3 separate regions of the Sus scrofa genome follow, and regions 1 and 2 are each linked to region 3. Evidence: chromatin contacts called from public promoter capture Hi-C data. All regions are on one chromosome and are shown on one strand. The core of a region is the stretch at or near the end of the contact, and the rest is flanking DNA. Distances in the headings are between cores, read along the strand shown. Region 1 holds the start of ST6GALNAC4 (ST6 N-acetylgalactosaminide alpha-2,6-sialyltransferase 4). Region 2 holds the start of AK1 (adenylate kinase isoenzyme 1). Region 3 holds the start of FAM129B (niban-like protein 1).

Region 1 (2,958 bases), core at 335-2,834, 340 kb after region 3:
TAGCAGCCAGCTGGGGCTTTTTGAAAATTAGAGGCAAGGGAGTTCCCGTTGTGGTGGAGCGGAAATGACTCTGGCTAGTATCCATGAGGATGCGGGTTCGATCCCTGGCCACACTTAGTGGGTTAAGGATCCAGCGTTGCCGTGAGCTGTGGTGGAGTTCGCAGACACAGCTGGGATCTGAGTTGCTGAGGCTGTGGCACAGGCCGGCCACTGGAGCCCCAATACGACCCTTAACCTGGGAACTTCCATATGCCGTGGGTGAGGCCCTAAAAAGCCAAAAAAAAAAAAAAAAAAAAAAAAAAAAAGAAGAAAAGAAAAAGAGAGAAAATTAGAGGTAAAAAAAGCAGCCCCCATCACTTCCTGCCAGAGACCCACCCTTTTCTGCCCACAAGCCACTTCAGTTTCTAAAAATAAATCTGCAGGCCAGCTGCATGGAGGAAGGGGGTTCAGCCCCTGAGGCCCCAGGCTGTGCCTGACACCTGGTCCCCTGCCCACAGGGGACCCAGAGGCCTTGATTCAGGCAGCTGTGGCTGACTCCTCACAACAGCCAGGGCTTTCTCCAGGGGCTGCTGAGTAAAGTCAAGGGCAGCTACACTGAACTTTCCCAACATATCCCCTCCCAGGCAGATGCTCACCTGGGTGACCTTGGGGACACTCACAGGAGGCAGTGTATTATCTGTATTTTACAGCAAAGAGGAGCAAGGCACTGAAATCAGAGAGAGAATGCCACTTGCCTGGGCCACACAGCCTGCCTGATCAGGGACGGACTTTGAGGCCAGCCTGCCCTTCTCCTCTGAGCCGCGGAGTCAGAAGGGACAGTCAGTTCTGGGGTGGGAGGGGCTTCTGAGGCTGCTGTGCCAGAAGCCACCTCTGAGTCCCCTGTGAGCCTTCCCCCTTCCTTCACTTACTGGAGGCTTCATGCTGTCGCTGCTACTCAGCAGGCTGGTGGCTGCTGCCTCCAGGGATCAGGCCGGGAAGGGACCGGAGCCGGGGACCTGCCAAGAGCCAGAACCTCAGAGTTGGGTCCCAGGCCTCTGAGGAAACTGGCCAGAGAAACTGAGGCAGGAGAGGGTACAGGCCAGAGTCAAGGCAGATGGCTTCTGGGAATCAAATGCCTTAAAGTCCCCAAACACGGGGAAGCAGTGTCCCCATCCTAAAGGAGCTAGAATCGGTGACCCTTGGGAAGTCCCTGCCAACCCAGGCGCCATCGTGCAGATGGAGAAGGAGGCGGACACGGGGAGACCTCGGTTCAAGGTCACCCACGGAGTCTGGGTCAGAGAGAACCAGGAGCCTGGAGCCCCGACTCCCATCGCATCGTTCCTATTTCACCAACGGAGAGGCCTGGGGCGGGACAGGACGAGGGATTCCCACCCCACTCCCAGATTCCACCGCCCCTCTCCCCGGCCGGGCGCGAACCTGGAGGGCGGCTTGGGACGGGCCGGCTGCTCCCGATCCGCTGCTCGGAGCTCCATGGCCCGTGAGCCGGACTGCCGGACTGGAAGCCGGAGCCCCGGGGCGGAGGCGGCGCGGCGCGGCAGCTTCTGGAGGCTGGAAGCCGAACCAGCACCGCCGCCGGGGCGGGGCTTGCGGGGACGGGGCGGAGACAGGCGCGCTAGGGGCGGGGCGAGGGACGTGAGCCGCGGCGGCGCCGAGGCGGCCAGGACCCGGGACCCCGCCTCAGCCGCGGGGGGCGGAGTCTGACCTCCCGCATCTCCCCTCTTCCGCGCTCCCGCGCTTCGCCCAACCTCCTACGGGGGATGGGAGTAGGTGGGGCGCAGAGGGAAAAAACAGCCTGGAGGGTGTCGGAACCTCTGCCCCGGTTCTCCGGCCACCGGACTGGAGTTTCTTCTCCATTTCGGAAGCCGGCGAGGGTAGGGTGGGGGTTAAGCGGGGTTTTAGGGTCAGGCGGCCCCGGGTATCAAGATAGTAGGGTTGCCAGATTTAGGAGGTAAGATAGAAGATGCTCACTTATATTGGAATTTCAGAAACAGCCAATGCCCATAATTATATGAAAAAAATCTGAAATCTCACCGTAACTGGGCGCCCTGTGTTTTCTCTGGCAGCCTTACCTGCACCACCTCTGACGGCGTGACCTTCACCTTGAAACTGACAGTATTAAGGGCCTGAACCTAGCCAGAACACAGGTTGGGACTTGAACCCACGTGCACCAGGGGACTCGAACCCAGCCTGAACCTAGACTGGGACTTGAACCCAAGGTTTTGGGGTTTTTTTTTTTTGGTCTTTTTGACATTTCTTAGGCCGCTCCTGCGGCATATGGAGGTTCCCAGGCTAGGTAGGGGTCTAATCGGAGCTGTAGCTGCCAGCCTACGCCAGAGCCCCAGCAACGCGGGATCCGAGCCGCGTCTGCGACCTACACCACAGCTCACCGGCAGTGCCAGATCGTCAACCCACTGAGTAAGCGCAGGGGTCGAACCTGCAACCTCATGTAAACCCACGGTTTTAAATTAGAATCCCTCATTCTGTGTCTGGACTCACTGAGGCTGAGAAGGAATTCAACCTCAAGGTTGAAAGAACTCAGCCAGAGACAAAGTGATAGGCAAGAAATAGATTTATTAGGATAGGACGCTTGGGAGAGATGGAAGCTCTGCCTCCAGGATCTGGTGCTTTTATCATCCAAGGGGAGTTGGGGTTGGAAAAGCCCGCCTCTTCCTTTCTGGAAGTAGTAGCTCCTCCTTAGTAAGGTGTGGATTCAAATCCGCAGAAGGGTGGTCTTCAAATTCTTGCCCTTGGTCTGAATATGCCTGCAGGCCTCATCCCATCCCCCACCCAACGACCTGAGGCCGTTCTCAAGGCTCCACTCATGCAGCAAAGCTGCCTTGTTCCGATAGCTTTTGTGAGCAATTGATTTACTTACAGCGATCTCCCCTAAGTTTCCCTCATTATCCGTGGTCCTTTATTGGGATTTCTAAAAATACCTGTGTTCACCCCATCCCTATC
Region 2 (2,970 bases), core at 199-2,698, 300 kb after region 3:
CTAGTCAAATTCGATCCTGCTGCACCACGACGGGAACTCCCAGGAAGTAAGGCTTGGAGAGCAGGAGAGACTTGCTCCAGGGCCTGGCTGGGGTCATACATGGGGCCGCATTTTCTGTTGCCCTGGGCCTGGCAACCCCTAGGTCCTTCGGCAGCTTTGCTGACCGTCCTGCCACCCGTGGGGTATGAGTTATAGCCTCTTTCCTGCTGAGTGTGCTTAAGAAAGGGTCAGAGCGGCCAATGTCCCTCCATAGCTGGTGGGGGAGGGAGAGGGTCCCCAGGCCAGGGACAGCCTGCAGAGACACCCTGAGGAGTGGCCTCGACCTACCCTGCCCCACCTGCTCCTGGTAACCTAAGCCCCTCTGTCCTGCTGGCACCTGCCATTTCTTGGCCCAAAATAACTTGGTTGTGAGGAGTCCACACAGAGGCCAGGGGTCCGGGACAGAGTTAGGTTACGGGCTCAGCACCCAGGCCTTATAAGGCCCCCAAGTCAGGGCCAAGGTAACTCCTAGCATGACTAGGTGGTCTGCTGAGGGGCCTGGGGAACAGAGGCCCAGAGGGACAGTGACTTAACCTCAGTCACAGGGCAAGGCCAGAGCGAGACCCAAGTTTCCCAGCTCCTGACCAAAAGCACCTTCCCAGGGGTTGGCGATTGGCTAGGGTTCAAATCCCAACTCTATCATTCAGCTGTGTGACCTTGGGCAGCTGGTATGCCCTCTCTGGGCCTGTACCCCCAGGCTCTGTCCTGCTGCTGCTCAAGAGTCCTAGGTAGGTAGCTGAGCAATACTCAGGAAAGGCCCCGTGGGCTGGGCCCCCGAGCTCCCACAGAGCCCCTGACCTTTCAGGAGGCAGGGGCAGGCACAATCATGAGGGGGCTTGCCTTCCGTGCCCCCAGCACTCGAAACAAGACGGGATCGCTCCTCCTATCCCCTAGTCTGCTCCCGCCCCGGTCCTGGGGCAGGGAGTCAAGCCACAGCGCCCCCTCCCCGGGCCCGCCCGAGCTGGGCCGTGCCAAGGGCAGGGACCTGGAGCCCCGGGAGTGCCAGTGGGACAAAGGGGTGACTGTCACGGCGGCTGGGACACACACACACACACCCCCATCCACAAAGGCACACACAGTGTGGCACAAATACCCAGAGCAGAGCCTGGAGAATACAAGCAGGCAGATGCATTCAGATCACAACCAAGAATACCAACACACAGCCACACAAACCCCAAGAATACCTTGCCACACGCAAGCACGCAGACCCCCCTCCCCAGGTGCGTGTGGCTCCCCCACTCCCTGCAGGGGCGCCCCCCTTCACGTGCACAGGCACACACACGGGCACACACTGACCTGGGGGAGGGGTGCGAGTGGGCTCCGGGGCCAGTGCGTGCCCTACCCGTCCTGCCGGGCCGCCTGCAAAGGCGACTATTTATAAGGCTGTCAGCAGCGCGCGGCATGCCGGGAGCCAGCGTTCCGAGCTGCCAGGGAGGGGGGTACGGAGGGAGGGAGAGCGGGAGAGCGGGCCGGGAAGGGAGGGGGCGCTGGACCAGAGCGGAGCCCTGGCGGGAGGCCAGACCGGTGCCCCTGCCATGCACCCCCAGGTGGCTGTGCCTGCAGGCGCATGGCTCCTTCACAGTTTTTCCAGAGGGTTTTTCATTCCTGCATTACCTCCACTGTGTCCACATCACTCCAGGGGGCCGGGACCAGGGACAGTGGCTGGGGGTGGGGGGAGGACTGAGGCTCTTTGCACAAAATCCCACCCACAGCAAGTTGGTGGCAGAGAGAGGCCAGAACCAGACAGAGGGTGACTGAGGCATGGATTCTGGGGACTGTGCTGGCCAGATAGTCCCCCAGCCCCTCCTCAGATCCTGCCCAGAGGCTTTGGGGCCAAGAGCCACCTGGAACTCCTCCTTCTCTGTTGAAAGGGGCCCCAAACGATCCTCTGGGCCTGAAACCCCTCAGGACCCCAGAGATTGCCCACATATCCATCTCCCAGATGGTGACTGTGTAGAAGATGATAAAAACCAGCCCTGGAGTTCCCGTTGTGGTGCAGCGGAAACAAATCCGACTAGTATCCATGAGGATGCAGGTTCAATCCCTGGCCTTGCTCAGTGGGATAAGGATCTGGTGTTGCCATGAGCTTGGGTGTAGGTCACAGATGAGACTCGGATCCTTTACTGCTGTAGCTGTGGCTTATGCCTTTAGCTGTAGCTCTGATTTGACCCCTAGCCTGGGAACTTCCATATGCCACCCGTGCAGCCCTAAAAAGCAAAAAAAAAAAAAAAAAGCAGCCCTGCCCCCATGAAAAGGCTGTGGGTACCCAGATGGGGGAATGATAATCCTGATGAAAAGAATAGCTCCAATTACTGAGACTCACTGGCACCAGATGTTGGGCAGAGCACTGGACTCAGACCACGTCTGTTAGTCATTAAACGCCGAGAAGGAAAGTGAGGGTCACAGCTGTAAAAGAACTTGCCTGAGGTTCCCAGGTAGAAGGTGATGTATTTACCCAGCATTCTGCACAAGACCAGGACATAGCAGTAGCTGTTCAGTGATGTAGCAGGACAGAGATGAGAGCCTAGGACCATGCAGTTTCCGAACTCATGCACTTGGAGTTCCCTGATGGCCTAGAGGTTGAGGACTCGGAGTTGTCACTGCTGTGGCTCGAATCTGATGGAACGTCTGGCCTGGGAACTTCTGCATGCCGCAAGCACCGCCAAAAACAAAACCAAAAAAAAAAAAAAAAAAAAATTCATGCACCTGACCACTAGATCACATCAAGACATTGAAGGCAGCAGCTCCAGATGGTGGAGTGGGTTGAATTTGGAATTTGTCTTATAGGCACTAGGGAGCCACAGAAGGTGTTTAAGCAAGAGGGTGAGACCAGCTTAGATGGGTGGTTTCTTAGCAACAGCAGCCTGGACATCAGGAGGCCTGGATCTGCTCCCAGCTCTGCCACCTGTGACATCAGACAAGGTTCTCATC
Region 3 (3,156 bases), core at 13-2,512:
CCAGTGCACCAGGGCCTGCAAATTAGCTCACCTAAGTCTCTTAATAAGGAGGACCTGTGCTAAGCAAGCTCTGTGAATTATTAGCTCACTTAATTAAGTCTTTTAACCAGGAGGGAAGGGATTCACCCCAGTTTGAAGAGGAGGAAACAGGGGCTGGACATCAAGAGACCTATCCAAGCTACCATGGCTGGGTAACATGCTGAGGTTCCACCCAGGCGGCCTCACCCAGAACTGAGTGAAACCCTCTCTCTCCGTTTCCCAGGGCATTGGGAGAGAACGAACCCAGGACCCTGCTGCAGTCCCTGGGAGTGGGGAGGGGGCAGCTGCCCTTCTCAGAAGGGGCCTCTGTGCCCGGCTGGGAGCAGGAGTGGCTGAAGGAGAGGGCTGAGGAGGCTGGGCTCTGGCCTCGACCAGCCCCTGAACTAGCTGCCAGCAGAAGCAGCACCCTACTGGGCTGGAGCCAGAGGACAGGGGGTCCCACCCACCCCGCCCAGGCCCACTCCCCAGGCTCAGTCTCAGGCCTTGATGAGCCAAGCCCCTGGAAGCCTTGGCCACGTGTACCGGGGCTGGGGCCGGGGCCTGCGGAGGACCGGGACTGCTAGGGAAGGTCAGGACACGCTGGCCAAGTGGGCCTGGACCGCTTCCGGGCAGGGATACCCAAGGTGAAGGGGGCTGCGACCCCTTCCATCGCTTGATTCGGGTAGTGCACTGGAGGATCTGATGAGCTCCAAGGGTGGGGAAGGTGTGCGACCCCCCCAGGAGGGGGAAGGGCGCTCAGACGTAGAAGAAACAGGCTTGGACAACAGTCACTCCCGCCCCTGCCCGGAGCCAGACTCCCAGGAGACCCCAGCCGGCTGGCCGGGATGGGGGCGTGGCCGAGGACGCCCGGCCGGACCCACCAAGTGCGCGGCGCGGCGCGAGACTCACCTGCGATGTGCTGGCGCCGGGCGTCGTCCAGGTGCGTGGACAGCACGTCCCCCATGGTGAAGAAGAACCGCGGCCGGATCCGGCCACCGCCTGCCGCTACCCGCGCTGCTCAGACGGACGCCGCTGGCGCCATGGAGCCGGCCCGCCCAGCTCCCGCCTCTCCCGCCGCCCGTGACTGCGGCCTCCACTCCTCGCGCGCTCCGGTTCCTGCAGGTCCGTTCCCGCAGCGTCGGTTCCCGGGCCGCCTCCGCCTCGCGCCCCAGCCAGCGGCTCAACAGCCCCGCTGCGCCCCGCCCCGCCCCACCAGGCCCCGCCCCCCGATCCGAGCCCCGCCCCCTCCTTGGTGGCGGGCGGGCGAGCGGGCGGGGCAGGGGGCCGGGGATGCCGGGACCGCCTGCAAGACAGAGACAAAGGGAAGGTCGGAGAAAGGCAGCCCGAGGAGTGACGCAGAGCGAGACACGCTGAACCCTAACCGAAACCCAGAAAGAGATGGGGCTGGTGGGGGCATTTGAAAGAACGGGGGCGCCTGGGGGTGTCCAGCCTGAGTGTCACACTCTCCCCCACCCGCACGGGAAGAGATCGGGCCGAGGAGAATGGAGAGGACCGGTAGGCGACGCCTAGGGCCAGGGCTCCAGCCCCTGCTCCCCGCACCGGGCTCCCCTGCCCCCAGCCTCGCCCGCCGCCGCCCGCTCTCAGGAAGTTCCCTGGCCTTGATCCGACCTGCCCTTGAAGGTGTGCCTGTCTTGCACAATAGTACAGGGAAAGGGGAGGTGGCAGGGAGGGCTCCACCCCAAAGGCACCCGAGGTCCCAGAGCCTGGCAGACGTTCCTCAAGCTTAGCATATGGGACAGGGCAAGTCGGCAATGGAAAAAACAATAGCACTTTACGGTTTGTGAAAGACTCAGCTTCCAAGCTCACCGACCAGCATGGACTTTGAGTACAGAGCCTGCGGGGCTGGGCTTGATTGGGTCGTGGGTACCAGGGGAATGCGTTTCAACGCTACCCTCCCAATCCCCCAGGAAGACAGGGTAACCCTTGGGATCCCCAAATCATGGACTGGGGTGGCAGAGGCCGTCCTTGGCTGCTGATGCTCAGACCTCCTGTACTGCCTCCCCAGGGTCAGTCGGTTTGTGCTTGCAAACCCCAGGGGGTGACTACTCACCCCTTCTCTGTGTGCCCCACCCTGTAATTGGACGGCTCTTACTGTAGCTGTGACGTAGGCAGAAAACGATGGCAATAAACATTAACATTGAAGCACAGGAGCTTTGGGCCTGTCAACGCCACAGCAGGTAGGTTTGAAGTTGACGAAAGTGATACAGGCACCCTCCATGCCTTCAATGATAAACACCTGCTTGCCAGGCCCTCTGCAAGATGCTAGGGATGCAAAGAGAGGATGCAAGCTGCCCTACCTGCTCTGTGACCCAAGACAAGTGGCGTTATTGTGAACCTCAGTTTCCTCGTCCGTCACCTGAAAATAACGATGCTTTGTCATGAGGATTAAATGAGATAACAGAGGGACTTAGCCCAGCACCTGGCACAGGATGTGTCCTCTCCATGGACGGAACGCACCATTCTATTATTCATCACGGTCCCTGCCCTCAAGAGCATAGAGAAGCTTGAGGAAGGAACAGAACATTCTGTTTTGAAGAAAATTACAGGAGTAGTACCAGAACTACAAGTTGGAAAAACCAGAATTTTGACAGCAGATATAGAGGAACAGCATTCCAGGGAAAACCCCAGGCAGAGGCACAGTCTTTGAAGTCATGCTAGCAGAGATTACTGGTTTCCTTCTACAGAGACAGAAACTGAGGCCCAGAGAGGGAAAGTGACTTGCCAGGGTCACACAGCAAGGCCAAGGCAGTACCCAGCTAGAGGCCAGGTTCTCTTTGAGCCACCAGAAGCAGGTGATGCTGCTAGCCTCATTCCCTTTTTCTCATGGCCCAAGCTATAGGGACCGGAACGTCTTGCTCTGCCCTGGGAGGTAGAATGCTGGAACTAGCTGGCATCTGGACACCCCAGGGTGTTTCGTCAGCTGATCTGGAGTCCTGGGCCAGTTAGGTTGGAGGTGGGGCCACAAGCGAGCCTTTTACCAGCCTCCATGGTGCACACAGGCCAGTGAGCCTGGAGCACCCACAGACTTCCCAGCGTGCCAGGCTCCTAGCCTAGAGATGCTGCCTTTTGTCCTTGAAGACCCTCTGTCACATGTCACTGCCTAGCTCTTCTGAGCTC

Evidence for each region. Promoter capture Hi-C pulls out the DNA fragments that hold promoters and counts their contacts.
Region 1: a contact with region 3 is called in a promoter capture Hi-C map of fetal liver, with 2.7 times the contacts expected there. The contact joins the promoter of ST6GALNAC4 here to the promoter of FAM129B in region 3. A contact is called at or near these places in 2 of 5 promoter capture datasets (fetal liver and fetal skeletal muscle), 1 of 47 Hi-C or Micro-C datasets (embryonic fibroblasts) and 1 of 2 datasets of contacts at active chromatin or transcription factors (alveolar macrophages).
Region 2: a promoter capture Hi-C map of fetal liver shows a contact between it and region 3, with 2.5 times the contacts expected there. The contact joins the promoter of AK1 here to the promoter of FAM129B in region 3. A contact is called at or near these places in 1 of 5 promoter capture datasets (fetal liver) and 1 of 2 datasets of contacts at active chromatin or transcription factors (alveolar macrophages).

Annotation. Positions count from the first base shown.
Region 1 is chr1:268,400,865-268,403,822 of Sscrofa11.1, forward strand. ST6GALNAC4 (ST6 N-acetylgalactosaminide alpha-2,6-sialyltransferase 4) reads right to left here and starts at 1,585. Exons shown (of 6, transcript NM_213784.1): 1 at 1,417-1,585; 2 at 909-995. The coding sequence starts at 920.
Region 2 is chr1:268,364,211-268,367,180 of Sscrofa11.1, forward strand. It overlaps AK1 (adenylate kinase isoenzyme 1), which reads right to left and starts at 1,449. Exons shown (of 7, transcript XM_003122177.6): 1 at 1,336-1,449.
Region 3 is chr1:268,064,760-268,067,915 of Sscrofa11.1, forward strand. FAM129B (niban-like protein 1) reads right to left here and starts at 1,263. Exons shown (of 14, transcript XM_021069245.1): 1 at 928-1,263. The coding sequence starts at 982.